2 separate regions of the Mus musculus genome follow, and region 2 is linked to region 1. The links are chromatin contacts, called in public Hi-C maps. All regions are on one chromosome and are shown on one strand. The core of a region is the stretch at or near the end of the contact, and the rest is flanking DNA. Distances in the headings are between cores, read along the strand shown. Region 1 holds the start of Cp (ceruloplasmin). Region 2 holds the start of Hltf (helicase-like transcription factor).

Region 1 (4,401 bases), core at 329-2,828:
CAAATGAGGAAACTGAAGCTAAGGGTAAGAATTTTGACAGCATCAGATTTTAACTTTATCCTGACATTTTTTTTCTAGCATCTATGACTGACATTGTGTTCCTCATTTTTCATGTGTTAATAAGTTTTCATGTTGTATATAACGGCATGCATGCTCCATGGAGTTATATCCACTGCTATCTGCCCACTGAGGACAGAACTGCACGCACCATGGAACTCATTCAATATTTGTTAAATAAGAGTACCTGTTCTGATACCAGTCTATTTCAGCAAATAGCATTTAGTGCTATACAGTATCCTACAAGAAAACAACAATAACAACAATCGCTTTATTAACACAAAATAGTAACTGCTATCATCAGGATTGCATTTCACTTTAGGAAAAAAAAATTATACATTTAGATACATGCCACAAGTGAAGACAGAGTTCTAACCAAAAATCTTTTACCTTAAAGCTCTCATACATGTTACAGAGAGAAATTCTAGGTTAATAAACAAAGCTCTTTTTCCAGTTGAGTAAAATCATTCTTTGCCTTTGAAAACAGGCTTAATTGTGGTTGATTTTTTTCTTTTCCTCTCTCTTTCCTATCTCTTTTCCTTTCTCTCCTCCTCTTCCTTCTTTGCCCATTCTCTCTCTCTCTCTCTCTCTCTCTCTCTCTCTCTCTCTCTCTCTCTCTGAGTATTACTTCATTGTACAGACGGGTACTAAAATCCTAGATTCAACAGATTGTCATGTGCCAGTTTCCCCATTATGCATAGCTTATTTGGTTTGTGACTGACTTCTTTTTTTTTTTTAAAGATTTATTTATTATTATACATAAGTTCACTGTAGCTGACTTCAGACACACCATAAGAGGGTGTCAGATCTCATTACAGGTGGTTGTGAGCCACCATGTGGTTGCTGGGATTTGAACTCAGGACCTTCAGAAGAGCAGTCAGTGCTCTTATCCGCTAAGCCATCTCACCAGCCCTTGTGACTGACTTCTATCATTCAAACAAAATTATCATTTCCTGGTATGTTCTTCTATTAATTTCTACATAGCAATCCATGTCAACTGATAAAGTCTCTATAACACACAGTACAAAAAAATTTTTTTAAATGAAATTTTTATTGGCTACTTTTACGATGTGCTAAATATGTTTCATATCTTCAAAATTACAAGTAAGTTTTTGTTAGTTTTCTAAAAATCATTAACAATGACATATTTGATTCATTTTTCCTTGGCTTATTAAAAACTGGCTCTGGGTGAGGTGTAGTGCCTGGGATTGCTAGAAGAACAAAGGGAGCATTTAGAGATGGTCTCTGCCCTCCTGGAATTTACACGATGAATGGAAGAAGATGCAGAATTGCGCATGCTGTGCATGTCCAACACAAACAGATGACATTCCTTTGTAGTTAGAGAAGCCTGGCCACAGGGAACTGTGTTTGTTTTGGTTTTTCCCCTTCGTGGTTTACCAGAACCAATCTGAGTTGGAAAATGCTATTTGCTTTAAAGAAATTAGTTACTCTTTTGCAACATTAAATTGTGTCAGCCAAGCAAATGAAGCCCTATTTATAAAATTGCTTGCTTCTGGTTTCACTTTATTGCATCGTGGGCTCCGAGAGGGAGAAAAATGAAGTTTTTGCTGCTTAGCACATTTATATTTTTGTATAGTTCCTTAGCCTTGGCAAGAGATAAGCATTATTTCATTGGAATTACTGAAGCAGTCTGGGACTATGCTTCTGGCACTGAAGAAAAGAAACTTATTTCAGTTGACACGTAAGTCACTATTTTTTGTTCTTTATGGGCCAAATTCATGTTACCTTAAAGAAAATGAAGCCAACAAGGAAAGTAACGTAAACATAGAAAATGTAAAATGTTGACTTGAAAAAATCAATGCTTTTATTGATTTCCTTTATGTCCCTAATATTTGTTATTGTGAAGCTGTCTTGTCTCTTCTTTCTTGGTCTGAGGGAGCTATACTGGTTTCTTACTCTCTCCTATGGTTGTGGTTTCTCTCGCCTTTATCTCCCAAATGTGTTCTGTCTCTGGATGCAGAAGTTGTTTACTTTCAAACAATTACTGGATAAAATGCAAGCATACCATTACTTGTTCCTAAGGGTGAAAGTACAGTACTTTTAATCCTTGAAAATATCAAATATAGAAATAAAATACTACTTAAAGAAAGAAGATTCTGCCTACTACTTTCTGTGTGATTCAGGACAGTAAAGGAGTCATACTAATCTCTCACAGTTTCTGAGTCCTTATCTATAAAATGAGACAGCCCAGTTATAAAGCACAGGGCTGTTTTAAAATTGCAGGCAAAGCTCTTATAGCACAGTGCTCCCCACATAACAAGTGCAAGAAATGTTATGTTCTTATTATGAGGTCCTGATAAAATATCATGTAACTTAAATGTCTTTGTGCTTTAGTTGCTTTATATATGCAGCATTCTTTTACTGAATAGTAGGGTCTCCTTGAAGTTTCTCTAAGCTGAGGTCATCACTATTAATAGTATCTAAACATTTACCAACAAATGGAAACTTGGCATTCAAAGCAAATATTTAGTATATTAGCAACTGTATTAGAATGACAAAAGAACTCAAATGAGTGAAATGAACAGCAGCTGCTAAGACTCTCTCCATAAAAACTGCTCTATTGAGCCAAATTATGTAAGCACTGAATCATTGATGGGTACATGCTATTTTGTTTACTTTTATATGTGGTTAAATTTTTCATGGTAAGAAATGTGCAGTACTACTAATAATATCAGGTTGTTACTTTATTAACCTAGTAATAATCAGTAAGAAAAAGTTTTGAATTTGATAACTGATTACAAAGAGAAGTAGAACTTATGATTTTGTAAACATGGTTTTGAGGTTGTATTTTCTTCCCAAGAGTTGGTCTTATTCTTATAGTTTCTTTGGAGAAGCCTAATTATGTGTGGTTCATTGTTTCCATGACTAAGTACAATGTGAGCTAAGTATGTTGTTAAAAAAGGTACTGGACTGAGTATGTACCTCAGTGGTACCTAGTTGTGTAGAAAGCTGTACTACTCATTGCTCCACCCACCCCTGCTATTGTATAAAATAAAAACAAAAAATCAAGTCAGTCCACTGAGTATAAACTGCAACATACTGGCCATGTTCCAATGTGGTAAACTCTAAGTACGACGAAGTATTAGAATGAAGAGGGTTGATAAGAACTTCAGGGAGGGATTTCTTTGTTGTAAATATTCTAATGGCGTGGAGTATAAGCTTGCTTACCCTGTTAGTACTTAATAGGGACACTCAAGGGTGCACAGAAGGAAAACATGGCATTCAGTTTTTCAGTTGCATTCAGCTTTCTTTTTAATTATTGTTCTACAGTCTCCTGTGGCTTCTCCAGCATCTTAGAATCTGTATCTTTTCTCTCCCCATTTACATAAACAATGGCTGCACCTTCAGTGGCTTTGCCCATGTTGGGCTGAACTTTACCAGAGGAGTGTGGTGGCAACTTTTATCTATGTCCTTTGTCCTAAATCTGTGGTATGTTTGAATCAGTACATGAGGCATGATGAAATGGCACCAGACATGGGTCATTCTCTTCCTCGTGTAATGGACAAAGCAGAGGAGAAATAAACAAGTTGAAGAATACATCAGGAAAGAGCCTAGTATAAGTGGCAGGTGAAAGACTAGGTTGAAGAATACATTTAATTAGTTAAAGTGGAAATTTTCTAGTTAGATGTTAGCAGTTTGCAATTGGTTAGGTTCATGTATAACTTTCCTGTTTACTGTCAGATATATTCAACCTGGGCTCCACAAGCCACATATGGATATCACAGAACAGCTAAAGAAAGTAGCAATGTCATATTGCAATGTCAAGTATTAGATACTCCTTTTACATTACTTCATTTTTGTTTGTTTGTTTGCTTATGTAGATATCCAAGTTCCTAGACCTGGCTCAACTGAATGGCTTCTCAAATTAAGTATTTTAAAACCCCCTCAAAAATAATTTTAAAAATATTAAAGGAGTGTATGATTGAGTCAGGTGCCAAAGAAAGTGAGGACAAAAGGCTAACTGTGGTGCCTATTAACATATCCTTATATACAGCTGGCCTTCAGGCTCTCTCAGTATCTGTGATTCCTTTCTGCTCTTTTCATCCCTTCCTCCTACCTTAAACTTCTCCAACTCAGGCACTTAATTTCCCTCTCCTTGGCTTCTTTTTCCTAAATGACCCTGCCATTTCATCCATGCCTCTCGGTTCTCTCTTGGCTAGCTCTTAGCCTCTTCGTTCTCTTGGCTCTCTTCTCTTCCTCTCTCACTTTCCTCCTCTCTCTCTCCTCTCAGTCTGGACTCTTCCAGATGTCTTTGGATGTATTCTCCCTCATATCTACGATAAAACATTTCTCCTCAACAAACTTATGAGCAATCACATCCTC
Region 2 (4,271 bases), core at 126-2,625, 100 kb after region 1:
TATAAAAGCTTCATGAAATGGCTTCAATTGAAACATAGCACTTGGGGTGGCCTAATTCTGTGTTCCCAGGCCAATGACTGATATTTGCCTCCAGCATAAATTGTCTCTTAATACTGTTAAAGTTAGTTTTCTTGTTTTTGCTTCTCTCTCTCTCCTTTCTTTTTATCATAGCATTCCCTAGGGTGCCATTCCAGCAGACAATCCTCAAATGGTCACATTTTACTTTTAGTTCACAGATCATCAATATTTAAGACAATGAACATGTGCCTCTTAAAACATCTTACTGACCACCTTTCATCCTCTGCTGATGGAAGCATAAAATGGACCACTCTAGGAAGGATGACTTCCAGTGTTTAAAATGTTTACAAACACATCTAGACATTCCGATGGTTTACAGCACACCCTATTATGTTTGGCTGGGCAATACCTTTAGCTTCCTACTGTTGGTGCAGCAGAAGATGCAGCAGTTAATGGCTGCTTCATCAAAAGTAGTTTTATGGTCTTTCAAGATGCTGGAATTACCTTTACCTTGCCTGATACTGTTGCATACAAAACTCCAAAGTGAAATGTCCCTTTAGATTATAAAGTATAAACATATAAACTTTATATGCCCCAGTACAGGGGAACGCCAGGGCCAAAAAGGGGGAGTGGGTGGGTATGGGGGACTTTTGGGATAGCATTGGAAATGTAAACGAGTAAATACCTAATTAAAAAAAAAAAGAGAGAAAAAAAAAGTTTCTTTATAGTGCCTCCTTCATTTTCCTAAGAAAACACACGTAGCCCCAGCCACCACCTCGGACCTTACAACTAATGTTGGACCAGTCTGCCTTTTTCAGCAAGAGCTATAAGGTTGTATTACTTTATGGCTTTCTTCTACCAAGGGAAAAAAATTTCTTTAAACACAATAAAAGCGAGATGGGAGAAGGAAATTCGTAAGTTCTCATTCAGATTTCCAGAACTCAGGGTCTCGCATACACGGAGGTCGCTAAGAATAAATAGAGTCAGGGCTCAGCAGAGGAAATGCAGGTATCCCACCCAGGGCTCCTACTGGAGTAGGCCCTGTTAGGCATTCCATCAGATAGGGAGCGTCTGACCTATGGGGACATCCTTGAGGAGTTAGGGCAGTGGCTAGAAGACCTCTTTCCCCCTAGTCCGTCAGAACCTTGAGCCCTGTGGCTCACTCAAGAAGCCTCGATGTTTTACCGTGCAAGGCGTCTCGGACTGCGGAAGAACCAGGTAGAACCCGGACGCGCCGCACTGCCTTTGAATCGCAGCACTGGGCGGAGCTCCCCACCCTCTTGTATTGTGATTGGTTGGTCTTCGTAGACTCTTCCTTTGGATTGGGCCCTGGCGGTGCCGATCGCAGAACGTCACCGGTTTCTCAGACTGTTGCAGGAAGGAGTGGTGTGGACACGTCTCACCGGGCGGACGCGGCCTGGCGGTTCTGATTTGGATTCCGGCGCCTGGGCCACGACGCCTTGAGGAGCTTTATCAGGCTGTCTGGGAAGATCTGGGGAGCCCAGGGCATCCCGAAGTCACCCCGCCCCGCGCCATGTCCTATACGTTCACGAGGTGAAGGGCTGAGGGGGGCTGGGCGTGAGGCCAATTGCTCTGCGCTCTATTCTAGTGAAGGTGCGCGCCCGGGCGCTTTATAGGTGCAGTTTGCATCCCTTCTGCGGGTCGCTTGCCGGTGTTGCTCCTGGAGGCACCAATGCATTGTCGCGGCTGACCAGAGTGGCTGCGACCTCGGAGAATCTGCGTCAAGGGCTTGGCGGGGGGGGGGGGGGGGGGTGGCGGGGGGGGTGGAAGCGGGGGGTGATTTATTCACCAATGTTATCCCACTGTTCGCTAGGCATTGTTATGGTAACAGCTTCCAACTTGTATTTCCCGGCACTATGCAAAAGCGCACTAAAGCATATTTGCAGAGGAGCTGAGAGGGAAACTCGCGACTTGATAGCCCCGTGTGTTTTTAGGAGAACTACATCTTCTAGGAGGCTTCCAGCAAACACCTCTTTTCATCATCTACTGTGGTTTTCATGCCCATTTTTGCAACAATTATCCCTATCCTTTAAAATAATGGGGCTTCAAGGTCAGTTCTCTATAGTGTCACAATTTAGATGCTCGATTTAAAATGTGTTCTGTTCCAAAGGAGTTAAAGCAGAGGATGCTGTGGATGCATTTATGTTAAAATTTAAAGTTATTTTCATAGCGGGCAGTGGTAGCCAAGTACCTGGGAGGGAGAGGCAGGTGGATCTCTGAGTTTGAGGCCAGCCTGGTCTACTGAGCGAGTAGGACAGCCAAGGCTACACAGAGAAACCCAGTTTCAGAAAAGGAAAGAGAAGAGGGGAAGGGGTTAGGGGACCAGGACAGCCAGGGCTATACAGAGAAACTCTGTCTCGAAAAACCAAAAAAAGAAAAACAAGTCCTGTTTTGTTTTTGGTTTTTTGTTTTGTTTTAAAACAGGGGTCCTGTTTGGAAGTATTCGCAGTCTGTCCAGTATGGATCACACGAAAATATTCCAAGACTTTCATACTCAACTTTCTTGCCACATTTTGAATTCCAAGACATTATTCCTCCAGATGACTTCCTAACGAGTGATGAAGAGCAAGATTTGGTTTTATTTGGAACTATGAGAGGACAAGTTGTTGGACTACGCTATTACACAGGAGTTGTAAGTAAAAGATTAGATAATAAAATTATGGTATGTTTATGGTTTTAACAGTAAGTTATAGTAAAAGGTGATGTATACAATGAATGTTTTACTTTGAATGAAAGGCTAGTCATAAATACCTTGACTAACTGATTAACTTCTTACTTTTCTCCTATGCTTATAGTTTATAAAGCACTTTTGCCCACACATTTGGTCCTTGTGATTACTGAGGAACGTGGTAAATTTAAGAAATGACTTCAAATCCATCATGTTTTGCATTAGGTTATTCATTTTTGTAGTAAAAACAGTCCTTGTTCTTTCTTATGTATTCCTGTTCTCTGAAATGAATGTATGTGAAAATGTGTGTGAGAGAAAGAAAATGGACAGATTGAGAATATATATATATATATATATAATTTTCTTTGAACAATAATCTTTATTAAGGGCATCTTTGTTATTTAGTAATATAATTCTAATGATATTTAATTTATTATGAGAAAGTTTCTAACAAAATGAGAATAAGATTCAATGGTTAGCAAGTATTTTCTATTTTTGCTTGCTTTCTCTTCTCTTCTTTTCTTTTCTTTTCTTTTCTTTTCTTTTCTTTTCTTTTCTTTTCTTTTCTTTTCTTTTCTTTTTGTCCTGTAAAAACAAATACCAGTTGTATCACTTTACATTAGTATAGTTCAGTCTGTATTTCTTTAAACTGCAGTTTGGGAGCTGAAGAGACGACTCAGCAGGTAAGAGCCCTTGCTGTTCCTGCAGAGGATTAGAGTACTATTCTCAGTACTCTTGGCTGGCACAACAGCAACTGCAGCTGCAGGTGTCCCAATGCCCTCTTCTGGCATACATGACTACTGTCCCCCCCCATACACACATATGCATGATTAAAAATAAAATACATCTTTAAAAAAACTCTCAGTTTTTACATTTCATTTTTATTAATGGAATCAATATATATATATATATATATATGTGTGTGTGTGTGTGTGTGTGTGTGTGTGTATACACATGCAATCAATAATTGGATTTTGTTGATTATTTAAACTGTATTTCTTCCAGTTATGATCAAAATTATTATATTAGTTTTGGCTGTTATGGGCTATAAGGTCCGTTCTCATTTCCTGCTATAGATGTGTATCATTTAAAAGTAAGGTCTCTTTTGTGGAATCTTGTTAATTTCTTACTTTCCCCCTTCTCTCATTGTTTTCATATATATATTTTTTAAAGATTTATTTATTTATTATATGTAAGTACACTGTAGCTATCTTCAGACACTCCAGAAGAGGGCGTCAGATCTTGTTACAGATGGTTGTGAGCCACCATGTGGTTGCTGGGATTTGAGTTCCGGACCTTCGGAAGAGCAGTCGGGTGCTCTTACCCACTGAGCCATCTCACCAGCCCCCTGTTTTCATATTTTTATATTAAGGTTTATTAAAAGTTTTTTTTTCCATGTGTGTGGGGGGAATGGTTTGGAACCATTCTGGTCTGGAACTCACTAAGTAATCCAAGGTTGACCCTGAACTCATAGTGGTCCACTTGTCCCAGCCTTCTGAGTACTTGATGATCTCAGAACTCTATTTGTAATTGAAATTTGAGGAGGTTCCTTGGAGGAATTCTG

What was found. A called contact is a pair of places that touch in the nucleus more often than the background predicts.
Region 2: a contact with region 1 is called in a Hi-C map of uterus. The contact joins the promoter of Hltf here to the promoter of Cp in region 1. A contact is called at or near these places in 6 of 39 promoter capture datasets (the 3T3-L1 cell line, 3T3-L1-derived adipocytes, cranial neural crest and 2 more), 1 of 484 Hi-C or Micro-C datasets (uterus), 1 of 115 datasets of contacts at active chromatin or transcription factors (microglia) and 1 of 9 other capture datasets (adipose tissue).

The regions. Positions count from the first base shown.
Region 1 is chr3:19,955,671-19,960,071 of GRCm38.p6, forward strand. Cp (ceruloplasmin) reads left to right here and starts at 1,579. Exons shown (of 19, transcript NM_001374677.1): 1 at 1,579-1,759. The coding sequence starts at 1,614.
Region 2 is chr3:20,056,436-20,060,706 of GRCm38.p6, forward strand. Hltf (helicase-like transcription factor) reads left to right here and starts at 1,376. Exons shown (of 25, transcript NM_009210.3): 1 at 1,376-1,572; 2 at 2,464-2,671. The coding sequence starts at 1,553.